Linked DNA regions of Mus musculus: region 2 is linked to region 1. The links are chromatin contacts, called in public targeted proximity ligation maps. All regions are on one chromosome and are shown on one strand. The core of a region is the stretch at or near the end of the contact, and the rest is flanking DNA. Distances in the headings are between cores, read along the strand shown.

What was found.
Region 2: a targeted proximity ligation map of pancreatic cancer cells shows a contact between it and region 1. A contact is called at or near these places in 1 of 484 Hi-C or Micro-C datasets (the MNK3 cell line), 3 of 130 datasets of targeted methods (the 230-238 cell line and pancreatic cancer cells) and 3 of 9 other capture datasets (adipose tissue, liver and pancreatic islet).

Annotation. Positions count from the first base shown.
Region 1 is chr19:29,938,391-29,941,847 of GRCm38.p6, reverse strand. All of the region lies in intron 1 of Il33 (interleukin 33), which reads right to left. Among named protein-coding and RNA genes, the nearest start is that of Gm41832, 13 kb to the right of the region's middle.
Region 2 is chr19:30,105,865-30,109,101 of GRCm38.p6, reverse strand. All of the region lies in intron 21 of Gldc (glycine decarboxylase), which reads left to right. Among named protein-coding and RNA genes, the nearest start is that of Gldc, 68 kb to the left of the region's middle.

The DNA.
Region 1 (3,457 bases), core at 203-2,702:
CTGACTCTCTTGACTCTGTCTCCATCGTGCCTAGAACCCAGGACTTTGCTCATGCTAAGCAATCACTCTACCAACTGAGCTTTGGGTCCTGGCCTTTCCCTTTTAAAAAAACTATGGCTACTATACAAGAAACATCTGAAGGCCAAGAAGAAGGGTGAGCGAGGAGTTTACAATAGGTCAGTCTTTAAAAAAATAAAATAAAACAACATATAATATATATATTGTTTAAAAAAATGTATGTGCACTGTACGTGCCTGTGTGCATTTATGCACACCATGCATGTGTGTGAGTGTGTGCCTACACAGGCTAAAGAGGGTCTCAGATCCCTGGAACTGGATTTACCAGTGGTTGTGAGTTGCCATATGTGGGTTCTGGCAGCTAAACCCAGGTCCTTCGCAAGAACAGCATGCGCTCTTAACTGCTGAGTCATCTGTAGCCATTAAGACACTCCTGAGTGAGGACAGTGTCCGTGAGGTGACTACAGCTTCACAGCTTTGGCCATTCATCTTATGTGAGCCAGGAGCCTTTTCACTAGCTATTTGCATATGGTTATCTCCCTGTTAGCGGCGTAAACAGTAGCTCACCTCTTGCCCAGGGATGGTCTGGCAAGGGCCACACTGCTAATTGTAAGTAAAGCCGGATCTGATAACAAGCTCTTTCCCTGAAGGCATGGGGAACATTGCTAGAATGGGATGATGTTGAATTCCAGGGCCTAAGTTCTAGTTTATGCTGTGTCAAGCCTTTATGGTCTAACATGAGAAGATTCATGAGTCTGTGATGGGAATCTCAAAGACATATTGCTAGTGCATAGAAAGAGGCAGTGTCCCCAAATGATCTGCTTTAGTTTTATTTCTACAGCTGTGATAAAATACTCCAACAAAAAGCAACTTGGGAAAAGGATGGTTTTACTTAAGTTCATAATTTCAGGTTATGTACCCCCGTGGGGGAAGTCAAGACAGGAACTTTAAACAGCTGTTCACATCTCATCGCAGTCAAGAGAAGGAAACAAATGCTTACGGGCTGGCTTGTTTGCATTCAGCTCAGTTTCTCCATTCCTATACTGCTTAGAAGTCCCCTCCTCCTCACCAGGGAATTGTGCCACTCACAGTGGGCTAGATCCCTCCACGTCCATTAACCAAGACCATCCCCCAAAGCCATCCGTACAGTGTGGCCCGCTGCACACACCCCCTTGATTAGGCTCTTTTCTCCAGACATTGTAAGTTATATCAAGTTGAAACCATCACATGGTCTTAGCTGATAGTCGATGGCTAAGCTTTCTAAGACAGAGTGACTTCATCACAGGACAATGCTGACGCACAGTGGGTCTCTTACACCAACTCTGTGCCCTCTTGGTTTTCACTTCCTTTCAGGCGGAGGCTGGAATAAGGGAAGGGAAAGCTGTCGTGAAAGCTCCCTCCTCCTCGGAGCTGAGTTACTTTCTCTTTCCTTCCTCCCACTGCTCTGAAATTTCCCTCTCCCTGGGAAAGGAAGTGCTCCCTGGAGAAAGCTGACAAAGCAATGAGTCTAGACAGATCACCCTCCAGAAGAGGGCGAGGACCACATTATTACTGGAAAGATTTCCTTTAAGCCTTTAAAGTGAGAGGCACTTAGTATTGGTTTTTAATTATTAAAAATTAATTTGCACACACACACACACACACACACACACACACACACACACACATACCTGTTTTTGCCCAAGGGGATCAAAAGAGGGTATTAGATGTGAGCTCTCTCACATAGATCCTAGGGACCCAATTTGGGTCTTCCGGAAGCATACCAGGTGCTTTTAAGCACGAGCCTTCTCTCCAGCCCCAGCTTTTATTATCTGTGATTCTCTGCTCTGCCTTGCTGTTGCTTCTTTGGATATAGTGTCCTCCCCATCAGCCTCTATCATCTCCCTCCACACCCTGTACCTTTTACGTCATAGGGCACAGGTGTCTGTCACTCATCAGTGCCCACCTGCTTCCACACCTGCAGAGCCTGGCTCACCTGTCCTTGCCAGTGATGCCGGAAAATGTTTCATTTTGACCCCTGGAGCGTAATCCTAATGTTTTATTTATCTTATCCTAATGGGACTCAGACTTCTTGTTCTTGGGTGGCGACACTTCCTAAAGTAGAGTAGCTGACCTTCCGGCTGGCCCATGCTCTCCAATCTTAGGTTGACCATTCAATTTATTCAGCTCAGGGCATCCTTTTATTTCCTGGCTTCCTCTCAAAACCTACTCTATACTTACACGTGTTTTGAATGTCCCTGATGTGTGTGCATTAAGTTTGGTGTGATTTTGAAAAAGATAGACTGGCTTCCTGGTCCTAGGATCCTAGGCTCAGGATCCCCATACTGCATATCCCCACCCCCACTTCTTGGACCTTTCACTGTTCTATCAGGTTTCCTGTCTTAAAAGCAAGGCGAGTGTATGTGTCCTGCGTGGTGTCTCCTGTCTCCCAGAATCCCCCTTGGGTACCTGCTTCTGCACCTACTCCTTTTTCACTCCTAGGATGCCATCCTGGTCCCCTCTGTCCACTGTTAGCTCCCACGCACAGGTGAGCCCACAGTGGTGTTTGCTGTTTCATTTTGTTTTTATGTATTCAGAACTGTTAGCACTAGAGGAAAGGTGCGTGTAACCACGTGAAGGATGTGCTTAACACATAGACCTTTGGCTTTAGTTTAACTCTGAAGGGCAAAACAAATTTTTCTCCTACATATAGAATAGGTTTTTAAGTAAAACTTAGTAAGTAAATACATAAATGACTTTTATAGAAATTCAAAATAAATATGAAATATCAAATAGGAATAAAGTGTTTGTTTCAGTTTCTCTTTTTTCTATTCCCAACCAGGGACACATTTTTGGAATTTACATTATACATTTAGTATATTGTAAATATATTAATTTATTACATATTAATATATTAATAAATGTAATAAAATACATTTAATATATTTGACCCTTGAATAAGCACCATGTGACTGGTTTGTGCTGCATTAAGTGTTTTATATAGTTACATATATAATATATATAATTCACACTTGATTAAGTATTGTGTGCCAAGTACCATACTTTATATAATTAACTTGGTCATCACAGCAATCTTGCCAGGGTGGTACTATGTTCTGTCATACCCAGATGAAGAAAATGGAGCACAGATAATGTAAGTAATTTACCCAAGGTACAATGTCTAAAAGCTCAAGCAAACACTTTAAGGAAATGGGTGGGGAGATCTAATCCTGTTACATTCCAGATCTATTGCTTCCCTCACAGCCCAGCAAACTTCCTCTCCATCCTGAGATTACAACTCCCTATGTGGCATTAGATCAGTGCGATCGGGATCATTCGGCCCTGTGAGTGAGAGTCATAATCAAGACTTCAGACACCCTGGGGTGCGATCTCTGTAGAGAGCAGGTTTTACAGTGTCATAAAGAGAAATCTACGTGCTGTGGTTAGAGGGGGAACTCTCA
Region 2 (3,237 bases), core at 257-2,756, 170 kb before region 1:
TGGACAATAAGCTAACATCACAGATGCAGTTTGGAGGATTTATTTATTTATTTATCTATTTATTTTTGCATCTGTGTGGGAGAGTATGCTCATCCTTCTTAGTGCATGTGGAAGCCAGAGGTTGACATAGAAACACCTTCTTTAATAGCTCTTTAATGGTTCTTTCATTATTTTTTTAAGACAAGGTCTCTCAAGGAACCTGAAGCTCACCATTTCAGCTATGAGCTAGGCTGGCTGACCAGCAAGCCTCTGTCCTCCTACTTACACATGCAGTGTACCAGAGCACAGCACAGCACAGCACAGCACAGCACAGCCCAATGTCTTTTTATGTGGTTGCTTCATTGCTCTCTCTTTCTCAATCTCTCTCTCTATTTTCTTTCTATTTTTCTCTCTCTCTCTCTCTCACACACACAGACACACACACACACACACACAAACCCACCACTACTACCACCACCAATGTCTTTATGTGGTTGCTCAGTCTCTGTCCCTGCCTCTCCCCCGACTCTCTCTTTCTCACACACACATGTGCTGTCATCTTTTATGTCTTATGTGGCTGTGCAGTATTACATTTTCCCCACAGCTCCACAATGCCTACCTATCCTATTTCCGTGAGTTTTTCCCTATGTGACTGAATAGTGTGGATGCCCTGTGAGTCTATAGTTAAATTTTCAGCTATTTGCATTGTATTGTTGCTAATAAGAACAACCCCTCCAATAGTGTGTTTCTGTTTTTGTTTTTTGAGAAAAACTATTTCTTTAGATAACTTATAAAAAGGGATATGGAGGCTTTGAGCTTTTTATACATGTTTCTTTAATTTTCTCAAGACACCGTGTCAGTTATTTTATGCTACTAGTATTGAGAGTGCCCATCACACCAAGAGTATAGTGAGAAGAATAGACGAAAAAAAAAACAACAAAGGTTTAAAAAAAATTATCAATTTCATGACTGGAAGAGACTTTGTTTTAATTTCTAATACTTAAGGTTTTCTTTCATTTCTTTAGTTAATTATTGGTGGCAGTACTTGTTTTTGAACCTAGGGCTTCACTCCTGCTAGGCATATATCCTAAGGATGAGCTGTCCCAGCCCTAAATGTCTTACATTACGTTTTATTTTAGGCAGCATTGCTAAGATGGAATTAGCATACCTCCTCATATAATTTGCTCGTTTAAGCTGCACAATTCAGCAATTTTTAATGTGTTCACTGATTGCAAAGTTTAGGTTTTGAAAGCAGGAATTAATGTGACTTAAATTGAATGGGGCTGGTTGGCACCCACGAGAGAAGGTCAGATGTCACCACGCACTTAGCATTTATGTAGTGGCTTGGGGCAGGGAGCCCTACTCCATCCCTTGGGACTTCAGAGTACAGAAAGATGGATGGAATTTCCATTTGTTTTTGACATTTTACCCCCAAATTAAATTGCAAGTAGCAGTTCTCATCCCGAACTGAAATGGATTGCTGCTTGCAGACTTGATTACTCAATCCTCAAGTCAGTCAAACCAAACATTGACTCATGTTGGTCTGCTAAACACATATGTTGCACAATTTCAGATCTCCTATTCTGGGGCCCGGAACCCCAGCACTGTTGTGCTTTGGGGACTCAAACTAGGAATGTTTTCAATAATCACGGTGAATCCTAACGTGTCCTATGGCACTATTAGAAGACCAGTGCTCGTCTTAATCATATTTACCAGCAGTAAATCAGATGTTGGAATTGTAGATGCCTGTGAGGCAATCGTTTTAATGAGCTCCAGGCTTGCCAGCGTGAGCTGAGATCTGAATATTAACTAAACTGTCCAGGCTGGTGGGCTTTTAAAGCAAACAAGGGTAAAAGAGATAGGTGGAGAAGCCGGAGAAATATTTTATTCTGCTACAATGAAGAGAAAAGGAATTACTTTACGTAAAACGACTGTTTTGTTGGTGGTATTGGTCAGTCAGTCTCTTTTGTTAGATGCTTTCGTGGGATTTTGTTTTTGTTTTGCTTTGTTTTGTTTTGCTTTGTTTTGTTTTGTTTTGTTTTGCTTTGCTTTGTTTTATGATAGAGCATCTCACTGTGTAGCTCAAGCAGACTGGAATTTGTGATTGACCTGTCTTAACATTGCACAGTGCTGGGATTACAGACATGGCCTCTTGCCACACCCAGAAAAGATGGTAGATTTGTAAGAGAAGGGATTTTTTTTTTAACCTTTCAGGGCCCTTATCTTTTGGGTTAGGTTCACCACGTGCTCCAAAGGGCTTTCCTGTGTTTGGTCTTTGGCAGCATAATTTGACTAATGTTTCTATCTGCCTCTCATCTTGGACAAGCCCAATGTTGCATTGGATTCCAGTCCCTGAAGAACTTTTCAGGTGGCTCTTCCTTTGACAGTGGGCAGTGGCCGCACAGTCTGGCTGGCACGTGCTGTGCCAGGAAAATGCTGGGAGTGACCACACAACCAGAAGACCTTTTGATTGCCCGCCCAGGCTTAATTCACACGAGCTGCTTACCTCTAACCTTCTGAGGCAGTCACTGTGAGAATGTTGCAGCAGTGGCTCCAATCTGTGTTCTCCGGGGGAGGCGTAGAGAATCCTAGCTTCTATACCACAACCCCATGACCCCAGGCATCTCTTAATAAGGAAAGCATTGAATTGGAGCTTGCTTACAGTTTTGGAGGTTTAGTCCATTATTGTCATGGTGGGAAATATAGCAGTGTGCAGGCAGACATAGTGCTGGAGAAGGAGCTGAGCGTTCTACATCCTAATCTGCAGGCACCAGGAAGAGAGAGACATTGGGCCTGGCTTGAACAATTGAAACCTCAAAGCCCACCCCCAGTGACACACTTCCTCCAACAAGACCACACCAACTCCATCAAGGATACAAGTCCTAATAATGCCACTCCCTAAGAGCCTAGTGGGACCATTTCCTTTCAAATGAAGACAATCACACATGGGCCAGGCCACTTCACTTTGTAATTCTATTGCTCCACCTCCTCACCTTTTTAATATAATATTTTTGTTAACTCTTAAGAATTTCAGTCATGCAAATACAATGTGTTTGGATCTTATTCACTCCCAACTTTTCTCCTCCCACAAATCTACCCTGATCTTCTTACCTCCTCCCAACTTTGGGGCCTTTTTTATCCTACCCCTCTTTACTGGATGAGTCCAGTTTATCCAGGTTTTTGATACAGTGCCATAGGACGTTATGTGGTCCCCCACCAGGGCCACGTCCTTAGAACGGACTCTCTCTCCCCAGAAGC